2 separate regions of the Xenopus laevis genome follow, and region 1 is linked to region 2. Evidence: chromatin contacts called from public Hi-C data. All regions are on one chromosome and are shown on one strand. The core of a region is the stretch at or near the end of the contact, and the rest is flanking DNA. Distances in the headings are between cores, read along the strand shown. Region 1 holds the start of tmcc1.S (transmembrane and coiled-coil domains protein 1). Region 2 overlaps tmcc1.S (transmembrane and coiled-coil domains protein 1).

Region 1 (5,010 bases), core at 1,457-3,956, 100 kb after region 2:
AGGCTCTGGCATTCCAAGTACAACAAGGCCCAAATAGCTCACACCAGCCCAATAAATAGTGACTGTCTGTGGTATCTTAAAGCAGCCAATCTGGCATTTGCCATAACCCACAGATTGCCAGCGCAGGCCTGCACTTGGGTGACCATAATAAACATTATAATACACAAAAGCCATGAATATCTTGTAAATTATATCCTTATAAACGGTGAGTTCTGATGTCATCAGTTATAAACGGTGAGTTCTGATGTCATTTCTGTCACATGACTCACTGAAATTTGTGTATTATAATAAATAAAGTACCCCCGGTTGTAAAATATGAGGATATTAGAAGTTACCTCGGAGTTCCATGACCTGTATAAAAACACTCGGCCTTCGGCCTCGTGTTTTTATATGGTCATGAAACTCCTCGGTAACTTATAATATCCTTATATTTTACAAGAGGGGGTACTTTATTCACTATATTATCTACTGTTCCATTTGTTCAAGCCAACAACCCAAACAATCTGGACAAGAGATGCTCAGCATGATTTCAGCAAAGATTATGACATTTTTAGTTTGTTCATATCAAATTTGATCCCACAGGATAAAAAGGTGAGTGTGCACTGACACCATTAACAAAGGTACTTGCATCCACACATGCTCCTCAGCAATGTAGGACAGGTGCCAATGTGCATGGATGCAAGGGAACCCTGGAATTAGCAGCAGCCTGAATCTGACAGTAATTCTCGGGGTGCATATCCACAATAGACCTGTGCAAAGTGAATTGGATGCAAATGCCATTATTTATGCTTTAGTCATGGCATTCACAGACACATGCAGTATGAGAAAAGAGTGTCTTAACTTTCATACTGGTGTCTGTTTTGGTAAATTGCAAGCATCATGGAGCATTATTGAGGATCATGAACAAGCTGTGCATTCTAAGTGGGAACCAGATATTATGTGGGTATTTTTGAATCCACATAATGAATGAATGAATGAAAATGCATTTACAAGAGTTTTCTCCTCATGTCTGTGTGGGGTCCCCATGGCTAGTCTCTACTTTCAAACCCAAAAACAAATAAAGGTGTTTAACTGGCTCCCCATAAACTGATCCTATGTGCGTGGACCATAGAGAACTTAGCCTGTAAGCTCCACTGGAGCAGGGACTGATGTGGATGAAGAATGATCACTGTAGAGTGCTGTGTAAGCATTGGGCTATCTAGACAATCCCACAGGTGTCCGATAGGGGGGGATAGGAATGGTCTGGATATTTCTGCTGCAGATGGTTAGAAGTACAGGGATGAATGAATGCCATAGATATGAAAAGGGGAAACAGTTGGGAAAAGCACGTTGGAAGGCTGTCAGGAAAACAGAAGAGCCACGGGAGGGAGAAGAAGAACAATGTATAACAAGGCCGGGTAGAGCAGTACATGGAAGAGACAGCAGAGCAACCCATATGGAAGAAGAAAACAGAAAGCCATGGCCCAGAAACAGAGGCAATACATTCCTGTATAGTGTAACACACAGAGGCAAGTAGCACTGCTCCCATGTTAATGCTAGAGCCTGCCAGTAACACAACCAGTTATCACCCAAATAACATTTGCATGCTCCATGTGCCCTTGCTGTGCCTCATTATTATTTCACATTTAGTTTACTCACACATTTAACACCATGTGCAGTTTTAATAATAAAGCAGCAATTCCAACCTGTGAGTGAGCATATCTCCAGCACTTGTTCAATCACAGCTCTCAGCATTCCCCGACAGCCTTTGCTTGGCACAAGCAGACTACATTGTTCAACTACAGCTCCCAGAATCCACTTACAGCCCTTGGCTGTCACCAGTAGCTATGAGGCAGCTTATATGCAAGAATACACCCAAATCTCCCAGCATCCCCTGGCAAACTTCATACTGCACAGTAACTACATCTCCAGCTTGGCTGAAACTATGGTTCCTAGCACCTCTGGCAGACCTTTCCCTTTCCTGGTCACCTGGGAGGGCAGGATGGAGAACTCGGTCACTACTTCTAATCAATGCAGGCATAATAAATACACAGAGGCTGCCACAGAAAAGATGGCACTGGCTGGTACAGATGCATGCATAGATGAAGATAGCTAGATAGACATATACAGATAGATAGATAGATAGATAGATAGATAGATAGATAGATAGATAGATAGATAGATAGATAGAAAAGACTAATGGCAAGCAGTCTGAGCATATACACTTCAAACACAACTAAACATACCAATTTCCTGAAGACTGTGCCCCGCCCCCCACCTTACATCAATACAAGGGAAAATGCATGAACACTGGGCAAATTTGCACCAGGGCAGTAACCCATAGCAACCAGCAAACATATTTTTCAGCCAGCTGCGGAAGAACTATGAAAGTAAACATCTGTCTTTCCGCCCTGGTTAAATGTCCAGAGGTAAATGTGCCCAGTGTTGGCAAATGAACCCCCTATGGAAATGCAGGGCAAGCCTGTAAGCGCATTCTTTCATTGATCACCCCTATCAGTAGCGCAAGAAGGACCTGTCGCTGCTCTAAGGCATAAATGTGTTCCCAGTGTGGCCATGCCAGTAGAACAGACATAGAACAGACATGTATTCTCTACTCACTCACTGATTTCTCCAGCAGCTCCAGTCCAGACTGAACACACCCGCTTTGCCTTCACTCGGCGTCAATCGTCATGACGCAGAGGGGGCGTGTCATCGTCCGGGCGGGGCTACGACGTTTAGTGATCGGCAAGGGACAGATAACTCCGCCCCAAGTCATCTGATGGAGCCGCGCCCACTGAGCATCTTTTCGCTCCCCGCAGCGCTGTAAAAATCGCAAATTCGTAGTCGCTGTGCTTGTAATCCGCTCAGTGACTCTGGCCAAGCGATATTGGCTTGGCGTTTTTGTTACATAGGGAGCGCCTCTGTACATGTTTGTAATGTAGATACAAATAACCCAAAACTCTCTGTCCCAATCTGCACTGCTGGTTCTGACGTTTGCAATAGTGCAGCAGCTCCTCCAGCCTACATTCACTTCCCACAATGCCTTGCATGCTTCACAGCAGGGACTGATAATCAGCTGCCCCTTTGCTACATTGTTGTCATAGTGAGAACCGCCAGTGCAGAGAATAACAGGAAACTAGAATGATATTTTTTTGCGTTAGAACAAATTTTATTTTTTATCTAGAATTCCCTTTAAAGAGGTTGTTCACCTTTAAATTAACTTTTAGTACAACGTAGAGAGTGATATTCTGAGACACTTTGCAATTGGTTTTCATTTTTTATTATTTGTGGGTGTTGAGTTATTGATCTTTTAATTCAGCAGCTCTCCAGTTTGCAATTTCCGCAATCTGGTTGCTGGGGTCAAAACTACCCTAGCAACCATGCACTGATTTGACTAAGAGACTGGAATAGGGGAGGCCTGAATAGAAAGATGAGTAATAAAAAAGTAGCAATAACAATAAATATGTAGTCTTACAGAACATTTGTTGTAGGATAGGGTCAGTGACCCCCCATTTGAAAGCTGGAAAGGATCAGAAGAAAGAGGCAAATAACTCAAAAAGTATAGCATATGAAGACCAATTGCAAAGTAGCTAGGCATTCTATTACATACTAAACGTTACCTCAAAGGTGAACCACCCCTTTTGCATCAGGGCTGTTTTAATAAACAGGTAAAGGGGGCATTTGTCTAAACGGGACCAAATGTCTTTATAAAGATCTTTATAATTAGTAGCTGGTATTGGGTTGTGAACCTGCGCCTGACCCTGTCTTGCCCACTCCAACCAGAGTCTGACTGACGATTCAGGGTCCAATGGCATAACTCCCAACTGTCCCGTCTTTAGAGGGACAGTCCCTCTTTTGACAGCTCAACCTGCAGTCCCTCATTTGTACTGGAATGTCCTGTTTTTCTCTGCACTCAACAGGCAGAAAAAGAAACAGAGTTTCTTACTTAATTGGCTTTTGGCAGAGAGCACAGAACAGCCACAAACAACAGAAGATAATATACATTTGTAACAATTCAAATGTATCTAGATAAGCAAATAAGTCATTGTAACAATATAAGTTAACAGATCCCTTGGGAAAATTTAAGGTCCCCATAGACGTGACGATTCTTGTTTGGTGAACGACCAATTTCAGTGCAGTCCGACCAATCCGTCAAATTATCGTGCGGTTAGTTGGATTCGAACGATCGTACCCAGTGCAATCTATCTATGTCTGCAGGGCCAAGCAGGCAGCTACCCTCAGTTTTCCTAGCAATATCGCCTTTTTAGTTGATGGACACATCGTACATTTATACGATTGTTTCGAGATAATCTTCGTCTCACAATAACGATGCGATCTTTTAAAAATCTTTACATCTATGGCCAGCTTTAGACGCACAGCTTAAAGGGCAATTCACCTTCATTAGCATAACTGTGATAACTGGAAAAAAAAACACAGAAATATGTTCAAACTTTTATAATCTTCAAATTATTTTAAAATGAACATGGTAATTAGAGGGTGTGGCCACAAAAATGGGCGTGGTCATAAAAATTCCATGCTACGCGCTGCAACTTTTTTGTCCCTCTTTATTTTTCCAAAATGTTGGGAGGTGTGCAATGGGACTGCGACTCAATGGCCCTTCTCCCAGTACCTAACCTCACACTGCTCCTAACATGCCCCCTGCGCTCGTGCCCGCATGCGCACTAATGCTGTATACTTTTTTTGGGGGGGGGGAGAGAGGCAACTGGAGTCATGTGCCGGACTGCTTGAATGACCTATACACAGTGCCATTTTTGCTAAGGTGAGAACCATGATTCAGGTTGTACTCTGGGGGGGGTGCGGAAAAAAAAACACAGGCGTCAACAAACGGAACACTCCTGGAACACCCCTGCCTGTATAAAATGAAGCAACAGCCGCTTTTATTGAGTGACCCACTGCCAAACTGGGATTCATAATATGCCCTGGCATTTCTGAAGGAGAAATAAATCCTAAAAATGAATGTGGCTAAAAATGCCATATTTTATATAATGACCTTATTGCCCCAGCCTAAAG
Region 2 (5,083 bases), core at 1,562-4,061:
ATCTTCTTCCTGCTGTGAACGCCGTTTTGGCGCATGCGCAGTAGGATCATTTCGCCGGTACGGATCTACTGCGCATGCGCGAAAAGTCAAGCGCATGCGCAGTAGATCGTACCGGCGAAATGATCCTACTGCGCATGCGCCGTTCACAGCAGGAAGAATATCGCGTGGAAGAAGATGTCATCTGTGAACTCCCTGGTCTGGACCTGCGCAGAAGGGTAAGTAACAAGTTAGGGCATTTGCCCAGCAGGACGGGTAGGCCAGGGGGGAGGAGGGAGGGTGGGCAACACACGGGTGGGGGGAGGGGGGTTTGCGCCGACTAGGTTTCCTTCCCCTTTAAGGTGGCCATACACAAAGAGATCCGCTCGTTTGGCCTGTCAGCAGCTTGTATGGGGGCCTGGCCATATCCAGGGAGATCCACTCATTTGGCGCCAAACGAGCAGATCTCTCCCCGATATACCCACATTGAAGTGGGTGATATCGGCTGATCTGATCGTGGGCCCAACGATCAGATCAGAATGGAGGTCAAACGGGCGGTCGGATCACGGGACCGCATAAACGAAAAGATGCGGCCGCAATCCGTCTGGATTTTTTAACCTGCCCGTTCGGCATCTGGCTGACTTTCGGACAGATATCGAGCAGGGAACGCCCGTCGGGTGGCCCCACACACGGGCCAATAAGCTGTCGACTTGGTCTGTCGGCAGCTTTTATCCGCCAGTGTATGGGGGCCTTACAGATAGTTTGTTTTTAGGTTTCAAACCTGAAAAAGTCAGATGAAAAAGGCAAATAATTAAAAAACTGTAAAAAATAAACAATGAAGACCAATTGAGATGTTGCTAAGAAGTGGCCATTCTACAAATTACTAAAAGTTAACTTAAAGGGATCCTGTCATCGGTTTTTTCAAAACACATCAGTTAATAGTGCTACTCCAGCAGAATTCTGCACTGAAATCCATTTCTCAAAAGAGCAAACAGATTTTTTTATATTCAATTTTGAAATCGGACATGGGGCTAGACATATTGTGAATTTCCCAGCTGCCCCTGGTCATGTGACTTGTGCCTGCACTTTAGGAGAGAAATGCTTTCTGGCAGGCTGCTGTTTTTCCTTCTCAATGTAACTGAAGGAGTTTCAGTGGGACATGGGTTTTTACTATTGAGTGTTGTTCTTAGATCTACCAGGGAGCTGTTATCTTGTGTTAGGGAGCTGTTATCTGGTTACCTTCCCATTGTTCTTTTGTTTGGCTGCTGGGGGGGGGGGGGAAGGGAGGGGTGATATCACTCCAACTTGCAGTACAGCAGTAAAGAGTGATTGAAGTTTATCAGAGCACAAGTCACATGACTTGGGGCAGCTGGGAAATTGACAATATGTCTAGCCCCATGTCAGATTTCAAAATTGAATATAAAATCTGTTTGCTCTTTTGAGAAATGGATTTCAGTGCAGAATTCTGCGGGAGCAGCACCATTAACTGATTCATTTTGAAAAAAATTTTTTTTCCCATGACAGTATCCCTTTAAGTTTTAGGAAAGGTTTATATCACCTTTATGAACCAAAAACAACTTTAACTGCCTGTAGTCCTCACCTGCTTGATGCGGGCCCCCTGCTGCCTGTCAGCATTGTTTGCCAGCTTGAGGTATTCCGCTACGTTGTCGTCTCTCGCCGTCTGCTCAATTTTGATTTGCTCTGTCAGTTTGAGGATCTTCTGCTGCAGCTGCAGGATGGCGGCTTTGGTTCGCTGTGGATCCGGAGTTCCATCAACCCCGTCTGTGCCGAGCATTCCGTCTGCACCCGAGGACACCATGCTGGACGCCTGTGAGAGGTTGCCCCCTTCCAGCCGGTCGAGCTGTGGGAGAATAACAGTAATGATTATTTATATACACTGACAAATGATTCATTAATAACATTTCACATTTACCCCCAACTAAACTTGATACAGACACAGGAATCTCTGTCTTTATAATGTAAAACTCAGTACAATTGGGTAGCGAACAGGCAGTGCTTATAGGACAGACCAAGGCAAGGATGTATTTGAGAATTAAACACCCAGCAGCCTTAAAGGAACAGTTCAGTGTAAAAATAAAAACTGGGTATATAGATAGGCTATGCAAAATAAAAAATGTTTCTAATAGAGTTAGTTAGGCAAAAATGTAATGTATAAAGACTGGAGTGACTGGATGTCTAACATAATAGCCAGAACACTACTTCCTGCTTTTCAACTCTCTTAACTCTGAGTTAGTCAGTGACTTGAAGGGGGGCCACATGGGACATAACTGTTCAGTGAGTTTGCAATTGATCCTCAGCATTCAGCTCAGATTCAAAAGCAACAGATATGACCCATGTGCCCCCCTCAAGTCTCTGATTACTGTCTGGTAACCAATCAGTGGAAACCAAGAGAGCTGAAAAGCAGGAAGTAGTGTTCTGGCTATTATGTTACACATCCAGTCACTCCAGCCTTTATACATTACATTTTTGGCTAACTAACTATATTAGAGACATTTTTTATTTTGCACAGCCTAAACTATTTACCTAGTTTTTATTTACACTGAACAATTCCTTTAAATAGATATTTGGCGGTATTCAAGTTCACAGCAGCCTTGCTGCTTAGACGTCTAAGCCACTACAGCAGAGACGGGGTTAATCCCCTGTGTTTAACAGACAGCACAATTATTGCTTTAGGGGGGGGGGGGTAAGATTTTCTTGTCACAGTTCCCCATCCGATGTAATCCGTAAATCCCCATGGTGGTCAGTGGTCAGGAGTTTTGCATGAGGGATTAGAGGTACCAGGGCCTTCCTTCCCTAGAAACAATGACCCATTCTTAGTGGCCAGAGGAGGCCCTGTGTGAAGCTCCTGTTCCATTAACAAGGGGAGGGCACAGATCTGGGCCTCTGACGGGTCATGTGCTTTTGCTTAATCCCCCCCTCCCAGTGCTGGTCACACTCCCTTCTTGATTCCAATGGCAGTTTATATGGGGTGGGTAGCTCACAGAACATCATTTATACATGGGTACAGAGCAAATGCCAGAGGGGCTGCCATAAGCTGCCATAGAAAGTCACTATTTCGTGGGCTGGTGGGGGGGCTGATTGGCCCTCTCTGTACTTGGAATGCCAGGCCCTATTTTCTTAGGGATGCATCGAATCCACAATTTTGGATTCGGTCAAACCCCCGAATCCTTCATGAAAGATTCAGCCGAATAGCGAACCGAATCCGAACCCTAATTTGCATATGCAAATTAAAGTGGGAAGGGGAAACATTTTTTACTTCCTTGTTTTGTGACATAAAGTCACGCGGTTTCCCTCCCCACCCCTAATTTCCATATGCAAATTAGGATTCGAATTCGGTTCGGCCGGTGGAAGGATTCGCCCGAATCTGAATCCTGCTTAAAAAGGCTGAATCCCAAACCGAATCCTGGATTCGGTGCATCCCTAATTCTCATCCCTCCCAACTGTCCCATTTTCAGCAGGACAGTCCCTCTTTTGACAGCTCAACCTGCAGTCCCTCATTTGTACTGGAAAGTCCTGTTTTTCTCTGCATTGAATGGCCAGGAAAAGAAACAGCCACATCTGCAGATAAGATACGTTTCTAACAATTTCTAGATGAGCAAATAAGTCATTTTAACAATATAAGATAACATGTCTCTTGGGAAAAGTTAGACTAACAGCTAAGGGTAAAGGCACACGGGCAGATTCGGGGAGATTAGTCGCCCCGGCAACAAATCACCTCTTCTTCGGGGCGTCAATTTCCCCGAACTGCCTTCCCCTACCTTCCTGCCGGCTATAATGAAAAATTGCCAGCGGGACAGCACTCCCGGCGCTTTCCGAAGTCGCCTGAAGTTTCCTCTACGAAAATGAAGCACCGCCATTTTTCAATATTTCTGTACCATCAAATTTTTTTGGACACTCACAACGTATATGAGGAGGCCGAGGTTCCCTGCCCTGAGCCTTCAGCTTAAAGGAACAGCAACATCAAAAAATGAAATGGTATAGATATATTGCAGTGTTGCCCTGCACTGGTAAAACTGCTGTTTGCTTCAGAAACACTACTATTGTTTATATAAATAAACTGCTGTGTAGCCATGGGGGAAGCCATTCAAAAAAGAAAAGGCTCAGGTTACACAGCAGATAGCAGAAAAGTTCTGTAGAACATGTTATCTGTTATCCATATAGCCATATAGCCTTTTTCCAATTTCCACCATTGCTACACAGTAGCCTGTTTATATGAACTAAAGTAGTGTTTCTGAAGCAAATAGATCAGTTTTACCAGTGCAGGGCAACACTACATGATATTTTCATTAATTTAAAAAACTTAAAAATGTTGGTGCTGTTCCTGTTCCTTTAAAGGAGAGCAGATATCACCATGTTGTTTGTAGAGTAGGCACTCTAGAGCACTAGAGCAGTCCTCCAGGCAGTTGCTGTTTAAAAAAAAAAGGTGTTTATTAAAGTTCAAGCATAGATTACAGCCTTACGCGTTTCGTGTTCTCACAACACTTAGTCATAGGCCTATGAACTGGAGGACGGCTCTCTGAGTGCCTGCTCTTCAAACAAGACTGTGATATCCAATAATTCTGCGTTCAGAAGGAGGCACAGGACTGACCACGGGGCAGAATCTCCTGTACGCAAGTGGGTTATTTACAGAGAGGCATCCACGGATTATTATGCCCATGCCATACACGAGTGTAAAAACAGGGTGAAAGTTTGCAGGGAGTCTAGCACTGGCCAATACTTGGCAATGAGAATGAAGCGCTGCATGTAATAGGGTGCCAAAAGCAGCAGTATCAGTCTATCTACTGTATCTACAGGATCTGTTCCTGCCTGATATCCATCTCACACTCACGTTAACTGTCAGTTTCAGGCTTTGCTTGTCCTGCTATGCTGTGCCCTCCTTCGGCAATACCCAGACTGGCCCACATGCACCTGGGCTCGCTCAATGACTACTATAATGTACTATGTTCAGCACAATAAATCTATAAGAAGCAAACCATGGAGCCCCCTATCTATCAGACACTCAGTGCAGTCTAACTCATACTCCTGGCACTAGGGAGCTGCAGGGGTTCATTCGAAAGCTTGATACCGACCCCAGGTGCAGCCCAGT

What was found. Hi-C and Micro-C count contacts between places; a contact is called where the count stands out from the background.
Region 1: a contact with region 2 is called in a Hi-C map of the XTC cell line, with 3 times the contacts expected there. The contact joins the promoter of tmcc1.S here to the enhancer-like site in region 2. A contact is called at or near these places in 2 of 4 Hi-C or Micro-C datasets (the XL177 cell line and the XTC cell line).

What each region holds. Positions count from the first base shown.
Region 1 is chr4S:111,219,712-111,224,721 of Xenopus_laevis_v10.1, forward strand. It overlaps tmcc1.S (transmembrane and coiled-coil domains protein 1), which reads right to left and starts at 2,707. Exons shown (of 8, transcript XM_018261364.2): 1 at 2,599-2,707.
Region 2 is chr4S:111,119,465-111,124,547 of Xenopus_laevis_v10.1, forward strand. It overlaps tmcc1.S (transmembrane and coiled-coil domains protein 1), which reads right to left. Exons shown (of 8, transcript XM_018261364.2): 5 at 1,577-1,837. Among protein-coding and RNA genes, the nearest start is that of plxnd1.S, 29 kb to the left of the region's middle. Within about 2 kb of position 2,812, at least 1 of the 7 cell types and tissues checked has an H3K27ac peak or open chromatin away from gene starts, as enhancers often do.